2 separate regions of the Mus musculus genome follow, and region 2 is linked to region 1. A link is a contact called in public Hi-C data. All regions are on one chromosome and are shown on one strand. Each heading gives the region's core, a stretch centred on a gene start, on an enhancer-like site or on the middle of the called end of the contact. The rest is flanking DNA. Distances are from core to core; before and after follow the strand shown.

Evidence for each region. Hi-C and Micro-C count contacts between places; a contact is called where the count stands out from the background.
Region 2: a contact with region 1 is called in a Hi-C map of embryonic stem cells, with 1.7 times the contacts expected there. The contact joins two enhancer-like sites. A contact is called at or near these places in 1 of 15 datasets of contacts at CTCF or cohesin (stem cell-derived epiblast-like cells), 20 of 484 Hi-C or Micro-C datasets (CD4 T cells, CD8 T cells, the G1E-ER4 cell line and 9 more) and 1 of 115 datasets of contacts at active chromatin or transcription factors (embryonic stem cells).

What each region holds. Positions count from the first base shown.
Region 1 is chrX:107,222,686-107,228,139 of GRCm38.p6, forward strand. No RefSeq gene overlaps it. Among named protein-coding and RNA genes, the nearest start is that of Gpr174, 30 kb to the right of the region's middle. Within about 2 kb of position 2,371, at least 15 of the 459 cell types and tissues checked have an H3K27ac peak or open chromatin away from gene starts, as enhancers often do.
Region 2 is chrX:107,416,981-107,423,298 of GRCm38.p6, forward strand. No RefSeq gene overlaps it. Among named protein-coding and RNA genes, the nearest start is that of Itm2a, 17 kb to the left of the region's middle. Within about 2 kb of position 4,496, at least 11 of the 459 cell types and tissues checked have an H3K27ac peak or open chromatin away from gene starts, as enhancers often do.

The sequences.
Region 1 (5,454 bases), core at 1,121-3,620:
CTGTGTTATAATAAATTATTTCTAAAGCATTCTATCTGTGCAAGACACTTTTCAGATAATCTTCACAGAAAAACAAAAATTTAACTGGTTAAAATTACCTAGCAAACACAGAAGTGGATGCTCACAGTCAGCTATTGGATGGATCACAGGGCCCCCAATGGAGGAGCTAGAGAAAGTACCCAAGGAGCTAAACGGATCTGCAACCCTATAGGTGGAACAACATTATGAACTAACCAGTACCCCTGAGCTCTTGACTCTAGCTGCATATGTATCAAAAGATGGCCTAGTCGGCCATCACTGGAAAGAGAGGCCCATTGGACTTGCAAACTTTATATGCCCCAGTACAGGGGAATGCCAGGGCCAAAAAGTGGGAGTGGATGGGTAGGGGAGTGTGGGGGGGGGAGGGTATGGGGGACTTTTGGGATAACATTGGAAATGTAAATGAGGAAAATACCTAATAAAAATATAAAGAAATAAATAAATAAAAATAAAAAAGTTACTTAAAACAGAATTTAATTTTTTTCTGAAATTTCATCTGTGTTAGAAGCACACAAGCACGTTAGAAATGATTGAATTCTTTATTAAGAAACATTTGTTGGATATAACAATAAGAATCAGAGTCACTTGTACTTGAATTACGATAATTTTCTTTGCTCTGCCTTCTGCATCTCTCTTATGGAAACTTTGTTTCTGAGCTTTTTGGGGGCAGGTGTGAACACAAAGGAAGACCTTTCTTCCTTTAAAGACAGGGCTCCGCCCTGAGAAAGTCAAGGCATAAGCTTATCTCATGCCATCACACAGATGTAAATTGCATAAACTCTATACCCAGAAATTATGGTTGCAAGAATGAAAGTGTATATTTACTCAAATTCATTTAATAAGGCTAAGATTTCACCTAGAAGTGACAGAGAATCCTAAATGCTGATGAATACCACATGTGTGTGCTCATAAGATAGAAGTTAAATGCTGGGAGAGTCTGTTCAAGAAAACCAGGAATTATACTGTACTTCTCCCACTAGTAGAAAAGAGATTTATTCCAAAACAAACATGTTGTCATCTCTACCTTTGTAAGATGACATAAGGCTATGATTACTGAAAGCTGTAGATCATAAAGACAGCTTTAATGGGTCTAACATTTTTGGAATAGAGGTGTGATGGAATGTTTATTTTCAACTTGACAGGCTCTGTAATCAACTAGGAGATAAGCCTGTGAGGGCTTACCTTAGTTGAGGTGGGAAGACCCATCTTGAGGGTGCCACCATTCCATGAACATGTGCTCCAAACTAAAAAAGGTTGAAAATGAGCTTTCATTAATGGATCTCTGCTTCTTGACCAAGGATACAATGTGAGAACAATCTCATGTTCCTGCCACCAGTAACTTCTCCATTGCCATGATAGACTTTATTTTGGTATTATGAGCTAGAAGCCACCCTTCCCTCTTTAAATTGTTTTTTTATCAGGCATTTTCTTAGAACAAGAGGACAACTAGCTCATAAAAGAATGAAGACTTAAAATCTAAGAGTCCTGTCATAAAGTGAAGATTTTGGAAAGGATCAATTAAGGGACAACAAAATAGGAGATGCTTCAAAATTTCATAGGCAGAAAGAGGAAATGAGACAACTTTGAAAAGCTCTCTGATATTGCAGTGACTCTGGAGATTCAGAATATGTATGCCTATACTACTACTTACTTTCAAAGCTTCCCCAAGCCATACAGATCATGAAGTAAACAGTTAAATGTGTGAAGGGCCAAATGCCAACTAAATAATAAACTAATAACCTAGGAATTAAAAATAAGATCACATTCAACTCTGGCCGTCTGTAAGGCTACATATGCCCAAAATAGTTAATAAAGAGTCAAGATCTCTTATAAACAGCTATGAAGTAGTCATCTGAGCTACTAATCCCAGTAAGAAAGAACAGCAAAATAAAGCTTACCTAAATTGTTGACAGGTTTCCAAGCCACATGCTTACATAAAATGTGATAAAGAACAAAGTCCAGCTGACTCTGTGTATTTAATTATACCACTGATAATTAAGTGGTTTATGCTAAACAAGCGAGCCAAAATTGAAGAAATCTGATTCAATGATGTAATAGTACAGAGAACGATCTGAGATGGGACATCAGATACTGACAAGTCAGGAGAATCACTTTTCAGACACAGAAGTCAAGTTATTGAGCATAAATTGCTAACCAAACAAATAACATTAATAATTGCCAAAAATGGAGGATACTTAGTAGCAGTATTACTACAGAATATGACTTCTCTTGTTTTTAGAAGTACCAAAATCAAGACATATAGAGACATAATAAAACATAACCCATACACAGGAAATGTGACTCATTCTCAGGAAATGAAGCAAACTTTAAAGAAATCTGAGAGGCTAGAGAAATGAAATGGCTGAGTGGTGAAGAACAAGTACTGTGCTTGCAGAAGACCTGAGTTTGTTTCCCAGCAGCCATGTCAGGCAGCTCACAACCGCCAGTAACTGTAGCTCCAGCAGATCTGAAACCCTCAATTGGCCTGCATGAGAACACTTTTACACATATATTCACATATACACACAGGCACATACATATAGATACGTGCATAGACACACACATATAAAAATAAAGTCTTCAAAAGCAGACATTTGGCAAAACCGAGATTTCGGACTTTGTAGACAAAGGTATTACAGCACCTATTTTATGTATTTACAAATAGTAAAAACTGCTCACAGTAAACCAATTAAGTATATATGGAATAAAAATTCTCAAATGAAAACTAAAACAACTAAAGTATGGCATTTATTAGAGGAGAACAAGAATACATTTGCTTTCAAATTAATATGGAAGGGAACTGGAAAGGAGGATATCATTTGAAATCTAAATGAATAAAACGATTAGTACAAGAAAATCTAAAACAAAATAACAAAATTAAAGACAGACGAATACTGGCTATGATGTATAATGAACAGAAACAAAATGTATGAGAAAATAAGTAAAGTCTTGGGTAAAAGTGTGAGACATGTAGTAGGGATACTAGGAATACAGGAAACAGACAGGGAGTTAGGAAAAAAATAAAGAAAGAATATCTATGGATTTTATAAATTTTTAAAATAATTGTCTAATTTAATAAATACAATGAGTATCAAATGGAACAAGTAGAAAGAACTCTACCAAAGAGTCATATCATAGTAAGAATGTTAAGAGCTCAAATAGAGAAAATACTGAAAGTAGCAAGAGGATGCAGATACAGCCAAAATCTGATGAACAATGGAAATCACAAGAAGTGAGATGAATTATTCAAAATGTGTAAAAACATGTATAAACTAAGAGTAAGTTATATTCCACAATAAAAACCTTCAAAAATAGACTTAAGGCATTTTAAGAAAAACTGAAACAGATTTACTTGCTAGAAGACATGGTTAAAATGAAGTTTCAAAGATATTTTAATTTGCATTTTCTTAATTGCTAATGATGATGAACACTTTTTGAGTATTTCTTGGCCTTTTTATTTCTTCTATTGATAACCCTTGTATAGATCTTGTCTTAGTTAGGGTTTTAACTGCTGCAATGAAACACCATGACTGAAAAGTGAATTGGGGAGGAGAGGGTTTATTCAGCTTACATTTCCATATTTCTGTTCAACATCAAAGGAAGTCAGGACAGGAACTCAAACATGGCAGAAACCTGGAGACCGGAGCTGATGGCGAGGCTTTGGGGGGGTGCTACTTACTGACTTGCTCCTCATGGTTTACTTAGACTGCTGTAAGAATAGAATAGAATAGAATAGAATAGAATAGAATAGAATAGAATCCAGGACCACCATCCCAGCAGTATCTCCATCCACGATGGACTTGGCCCTCCCCCATAAGTCACTAATTAAGAAAATGTTTTACAGAAAAATGGAGGCTTTCCTCCTCTCTGATGACTTTAGTTTCTGTCTAGCTGACATAAATCTGTCCAGCACAGATCCCTTGCTTATTTTTAATTGGGTCATATGTTGCTTTAACGTTTTGTTTTGTGAGTTCTTTGTATATTCTGCATATTAACTCTCAGTCACATGTATATCTGACAAATATTCTCTCCCATTCTGTGGGACTTCTCTTCATTCATTTAACTGTTTCCTTAGTTTTGTACAGAAGCTTTTAGTTTTGCAAAGTCCCAGTTATCAACTGTTGGCCATGATTCCTTGGCAAATGAAGTCCTACTCAGAAAGTTCTTTCCCACTCTTTTATCTTGTAGGTTTACTTTGATGTTTATGTCTAAGTTTACTTCTAGAAATTTTAGTATTTTAGTTCTTAAATTGAGGTATTAAATACACTTGTTTCTAATTTTTGTTTAGGGTGATAAATATGTCTTTAATTTCATTCTTCTTCCTGTGAACATCTAATTTTCTCAGCATCATCTAACAAGGCCTTAACATGAACTGTAAAAGAGTCAATAGATCTAAGTTGTCATTTCTCAAAAGAAAACAATCACATAGTTCACAGACATGAAAATTGCTCAATGGTGCTAATCATTAAGGAAAGGCAAATCAAATTCACAACCGCATAATACTGTGAACACTACATATTAACAAGAAGACTACAATAAGATTACTGGTTCTGGGTTTCCTTACTCAGGATGATCATTTCTAGTTTCATCCATTTCCTTGAAACTTCTAGGATACCATTTTTTAACAGCTGAGTAATACTTGCTTATGTAAATAACCACATTTTCTTCTTTATCCATTGTTTGGTTGAATGACATACATCTAGGTTGCTTCCGGCTTCTAGCTATTATTAATAAAGCTGCAATAAACATGGTTGAGTGAATATCCTTTTGGCAACATAGAGTATCCTTTGGGTATATACCTAGGAGTGAGTGGTATAGCTAGATCTTGAGGTTGATTGAGTCTCAATTTTCTGAGGAATAGCCATATTGATTTCCATAGAGGCTGAACAAGTGTGTACCACATCAGCAATGGAAGAGCGTTCCCCTTGTTCTGTATCCTTGCCAGCATGAGCTGTGTTTTTTAATTAAGCTGTTCTTATGGGTATAAGATGAAATCTCGAGTTATTTTGATTTGCATTTTCCTGATTGCTAAGGATGGTAAACATTTCTTTAATTGTTTCTCAGTCATTTGATATTACTCTGTTAAGAATTCTCTGCTTACTTATCAGTGAGTACATATCATCTGAGTTCTTTTGTGATTGTGTTACCTCACTCAGGATGATACCCTCAAGGTCCATCCATTTGCCTAGGAATTTCATAAATTCATTCTTTTTAATAGCTGAGTAGTACTCCATTGTGTAAATGTACCACATTTTCTGTATCCATTCCTCTGTTGAGGGGCATCTGGGTTCTTTTCAGCTTCTGGCTATTATAAATAAGGCTGCAATGAACATAGTGGAGCATATGTACTTATTACCAGTTGGAACATCTTCTGGATATATACCCAGGAGGGGTATTGTGGGGTCCTCCAGTAGT
Region 2 (6,318 bases), core at 3,246-5,745, 200 kb after region 1:
TAAGAAAAAGATGTGAAAAACATCTTTCCATTTCTTCTTGAAACAAAATAGGACTCTTTTGATTTCAAATTAAATTTCATTTCTTGGGCCTTCAACTTCCCTTCTCAGACTTTTAACTTCCACAACACTTTCCCATGTTACCTTCCCTCAAAAGAGGCTTCATGACTCTGCTCCACAAGGCCGGTAGTCTTATTGTAAAGGCATTTGTTCCTGTCTGTGCACCTTATTCCCTTGACCTGTGTACTTTCTAGATACATGTTTCAAAATAAATAATGGAACGAAAAATCTGTGGTAAAATTTCAACATAAGAACGAGTTCACTTTTCAACACTTCCATAAGTGCTATTTCTTTTGAAAAATCATTTTCCACTCACTCTCTATGCCCTGAGAATAATTTGTTATGCTGATCTCCTATACAGCTAAGCCCCACATTTGGGACCTCAAGGCTGCCAGGGTATCCTTTTCATCCTTTCTCAAAAGAAAGGATCTGGCAGCTGCTGCACATAGAGCTGGCCCAACGGAATCACTTGCTATTTTCTGTAGAGCAAGTGAGGTAGGGACTGGATTTCCTGGTTCCTGCTGTGTGCCGTGACTATGTTGATGAGCCATAACAAATCAGACAAACTGCACATTTTTGTCTTGTCTGATTTGACTGCACTCAGATAAAGTTTCTATTTTACTAGGCTCAATGACCTTTCCCCTTCTGCTGTTGTGTTTCTCCCAAACAAAGAACTTTCTTCCACGTGACTATTGTTAGTATCTGAATTAACAGTAAATTCTTTAACATCTACTCCTGTTCCCTGTGGTGACTTATTGTTTGAAACTCCCTCAAAGGGCTGATAATTTTCCAGAAAATATTTATAATCCCAGAAAGAGATAATCTATCATAAAAGATAGTATAACATTGGCATATAGATAGAAAAGCTCTTAAGAATCACTTACAATCACTAAACTAAACTATATGGGACACAATGTCATTGTAATGAAGAGGACAATACCATTGGTTTCAAAATCATGACCATTTAACCAAATGAATAAAATTCAATCCTTTCTCTTTCCATGTTACAGCTACCACAGACTGAATACATCAATAGTGAACATGGATTGCCTTTTTGTGACTGTAGTTTGGAGTTCTTAAACATTTTAAAAATATTTACCACTTGAATGTCATCCTAATTCATGAATTATGTTTATTTCTCTATGAAGTCATCATGTGCCTTGATCATCTTTTCACTCTGTGTAAATGAACTTATAAGACTATCTCAAAGAAGTTCGATTTTTCAAAGTTACAAGACTGAATACCTTCAATAGGACAAATTTTCAGAGGGTCACAACATTGATGACATCTACTGTTGATATAAGGAAAATATCAATAGAATATATATATATATATATATATATATATATATATATATATATAGTATTTGGGATTGATGGTTGGATGTTTCAAGTGAGAAAAAAATAGGGAGCCATAGTTTTATCTATCCATGTTTTAAACACCCCGCAATGAAACTTTTGGTAGGCGTCTTAGTATTTTTTCATCTTGTATAGTAACAGCATTGCTTCCCATATCAAGGGATACAATTGATATTAAGGATCTTTTTAAGTGAAAAATTACCATGTATTTAAACTTTTTATTTTCAACAATATACTATCAAAATGTCACTGGAATATAAAAGCTTATACACAAATAGTCATAGCAACTTTATTCATAAACATAGTCAAAGGTTAGAACTAACTCACATGTCCATAACCTGAGAAGTAAATAAACAAAATGTGGTACATTGTATTTGAATATACATAAAAAGAAGACTGTTTAGCTCCCCCCAAAAAGAATGGAATATTTCCACAGGCTACAATGTGAGATGAAACTGTATTATAAGGTAACAATTGATCCCACCTTATATGTGATAGCATCATGAGTAATATAAATATAAAGAATAAGGCAAATAGAATTAAAAAGTAGAATAATGAGTATCGAAAGCAGAAGTGAAGGAATGATGGCGATTAACTGCTGTGTAATGTGGCATTTCCTTTAAGGAAGATGAATATATTCTGGGATTAGAAAGTGGTAATAGATGCATAACCACTTGAATAGACTAAAAGTCACCAAGTTATAACCCATTAAGAGCTAAATGTTATTGTATGTGAACAAAATATAAAACAACATTTCAAAGGCATGCGATGCTAGTTTTTTTTAGCAGAAATATTGTACAGCATATTGTATAACTCTCACGGCAAAGCAGATGCAGTAGAAATGAATAAAACAAATCCTCCATTCCTCTTCTGGGTGTGGAAACAACTACAGATCTGCATTATTTCTTTAAGCCACACCATCATCCACACTGGTAGACAGGAAGTAGATTTTAGAATTGTTTCAGAAAACACATTAACTGGTATGTGTGTGTGTGTGTATGTGCGTGTGTGTGTGTGCGTGTGCGCATTCATAGTCTCTCCTTTCATCCACATTACCTCTGCTCACAGTGATGCCATGAATTTCTGGCTACCTAGTCTTGAGTATATACTCAGACTCATGTAAGGCAATGAGTTCATTTGTTTATAATAGCATTTGCCTTTGACTATGATCAGCAAGTTTGACTGTCCTTCTTATTCACTCATCATATCCCTGATTAACTGTTATGTATTTAGAGTTGTCTGTACTATGTTTGAGCATTTGACCTACAGATCAGATCACATCAGATATGTTTTACTCAGGCAATCCCAGAAGAATGTGTACTCCAAAAATATATAATACGGTACCCAAGAGTAATTATGGAGAAGAACTATGATTCATTTGGACGTATAAAGTGTATGCAGTCTGTCATGAGTCTATATACATTGAATACAGAAATATCAAAGACATTTCTGTACTTTTTATTTTAATATGAAATGTTAAAATTAATTTCCAAGTATTTAAAATTAATAGGTAAAAAAATAAAAAATGAGCTATATCCAGTAGCCTGTTGCTATAGAGATGATGCGAGCAAAATTATAGCAAAATATTCATTTTTCATGGGAGTATATACTAGAGAGGGAGTACTCAAGTCACTTATTTGCAATTTCATGTGATAAGGGCAAATATTAGCCCTATAGTGATGAAAAAGGTTATGTGGTCTTACAGTAACAAGACTGTTTCCAATTATCTAGAGAGTCTTCAGTTCTCTACATTCCTTTGGGTAGACTTAGCCACAGGAACATTGGAATACAAATATTATTCCTTGATTTGATTCCAAGAGAAGCAATTGAATCACAAAATGGAAAGGACAAGAACCAAGAATTAACTGACCTTTTTTTTTCCCTCTGCTGGATATAGTCAACTTATTCAGATACTACATATCTACTTTTGTGAAACCTATTATACTTTTTATGAGGAGAGTGAGACTCCATGAATTTCTCTGTCACTCAATTTTAGAAAACCATTAGTGACTTTTTAGGTTTATTTCTTTTGTTTCCCAACAATTGAAAGTTAAAAATTGTGCAGGAGTTCTAGGAAGGAGGCTCAATAGGTAGTGCATTTACTTCTTAAATATGAAGATATGAGTTTGGACTTTACAGATGTATGTACATATGTAGAAGCCATACATACATACATGCCTCTTAATTTGGGAATTACAGGGCCAGCAATCCTGGACAAAATAGCAAAAGCCCAGTTCATATGTGATCCTCCCTCAAGCAAAAAGATGGACATCATCTGAATACTAATACCTGAAGTTGTCCTTTGTTTTCCACACTCACATGTGTGTGAGCGCACACACACACACACACACACACACACACACAGTTAAAGAGAGTATTATATTAAATGACTTTTATTGTTCTCCAAATGCTTTAAAGAAAGATATAGTACAAGCCTATGTCATGAGGCTTACTTTAAAGAAACAACAACACCCAGCAAGTCCCAAACAATTGCATAATACTGAGTCAGTTTTTATGTTAATATGATAAAAAATAAAGGATGTTTTAAAGGATAGAATGGGGAGGTAGAAGAGGCTATTTCGTCTCTAAGTGGGTCGTTATCTAGGAGAAATGCATCACAGACGAGAGTTGCTGTCAAGTTCACATAGTCTAATTTCAGCACTAATCCCTAAGTTGGTATTTTTTTAGATGGTTGATAAAATATGTAGATTTCAATGGTTTTACTATTTATGTATATTTGATGTGTTTGTTGGTGGTGTAAGATAATTAACAAATGTATGTGAATACATTTGAATATATGCACATACTCAATTTGAGCATATATTTGGCCTAAAATTCAGACTGACCAAAAACTGGAATTTGTAAATTCATAGAACTTCATGTTACTTTTCAAAATAATTTGTTGAATTGTAGATAGGTGTTGTATAAAATTTCAATACAGAGTATGTTTTGTGACATGATGATGCATATGTATGTTTCTATGTTTTTTTGATTTTTCTTTTTTAGTTGTGGGTTGTGTACAGGAAGTAGTGAGAACATTCAATGAAAATCTTAAGAGGAAATGACTTACATGCGTGGCTGGCTAAGACACCTGGAAACTTGAGAAAACTTGATGCTAATTTGGTATGCAGTAGGTATACTTGAAATATATCTTAAATCTGTCCTCCGGTTTTACAGTTTTCTGTACAGAGATAGTGGTAGATAACAGAACAAAAGCAAATGCAATGTGTAAAATCAAAAGAAAGCAAGTATCTAAGAAAGAGCTGTGAATGTGACTAACTTCAAAGTCAACCTGTCAAAGATTTTACTTTTAATTACAAAGAGTAGTGCTGTATTTGACTAATGCTCTGACAGGTATATTTCAAACAAATCCAATGTGACTTAACTTTATGTCTATTATATTTTATAGAACAAATTGGATCGTTGAGTAGATTAAATTCCACAAAGCAATGATAATTTCATATATATTATGATCAAGCTTTAAGTAAATGAATTGGAAGACCATTGAGAGGTCTTACCTTCATGTGTACCATACTGACGAATTGTCACACTTCTGGATCAGGGCACAATGGAGCAGGAAGTACAAAAGTAATATTTGCTCACTTATGCCTAATAATTACTCTAAATGGAAAATTTATATAAATTAACATTCCCATATCACATTGGATTTTACTTTACTTTTGCTTTACTTTCCTCCCTGCTGCGAAATAAAGTATATGCTAATGATCTTTAATAGAAATTGCATTCTTTCACTGTTTCAATTTTATGCTAAATTGACATTTATATATAAGATAATATACTCACAGTTCTCACTCATTGTTTAACAATACTGCCCAGATAAACCAATTATTTTTGTTTTGATTTGTTCCTCTTTACCCTTCCTATAGTTCAGGAAGCTAGAGTTTTCAACTTGTAGCCAATTTCATTTGTATTCATATCTGCATTTACCATTTGCCTTGGATAGAAATTATCTTTAAATAAAAATTTCTTTGAATATGAATTATAAAAAATGCCTATAAATTTTAAAATTATTGATAAACCTTGGTGGACATGTTTTTAAAAATAAGAATCATCCAGAGAAAAAGACAATTAACTGTTTGGAACCCATGAACACTATCAGATAGTTACTCAAAAGTTAAAATCTTTAGTTTTGGTAACAAATGGAATATATTTGCTCATCACTCTAATTATGGCTTACACTTACTTTGTCATCATAATCAAATTATTAGATGCCAAGTTTAATTGACGCTTGTGCAGGCAAATGGATGGAACTAGGAAATATCCTGACTGAGGTAACTCAGACCCAAAAGGACATACACTGTATCTACTCACTAATAAGTGGATATTAGCCGAAGAAGAAGAAGAAGAAGAAGAAGAAGAAGAAGAAGAAGAAGAAGAAGAAGAAGAAGAAGAAGAAGAAGAAGAAGACCTAAGATACAGTCCACAGAACTCAAAAGGGTCAACAAGCTGAAGGGCCCAAGTGAGGATGCCTCAGTCCCACTTGGGAGGGAGAAGAAAGCATTCACAAGTGGGGAGGGAGGGGGAGACCTGGGAGGGAAACTGGATGGGGGGAAGGGAGAGGTGAACCTGATCTAGTACTGGGTGAGGGAAAAGGACTGAAGTCCTGAGGGCCAGCGGAAAGAATGGAAACAGGCAACCTCAGGTAGGAGGTTTGGGGGACCCTCCAAAAATGTACAAGAGACCTGGGTGGTGAGAGACTCTTAGAATTCAAAGGGAGGGACCTTAGATGAAATGCTCAACAGTAGGTAGAGGGAACTTATAGAGTCCACCCCCGGCAGGAAGACAGGGCATTAAATGAGAGCGGGGGGGGGGGGGTTGCCATCCCACAGTCAAAACTCTGACCTATAATTAATTGTTCCTGTCTGAATGAGCTACAAGGATG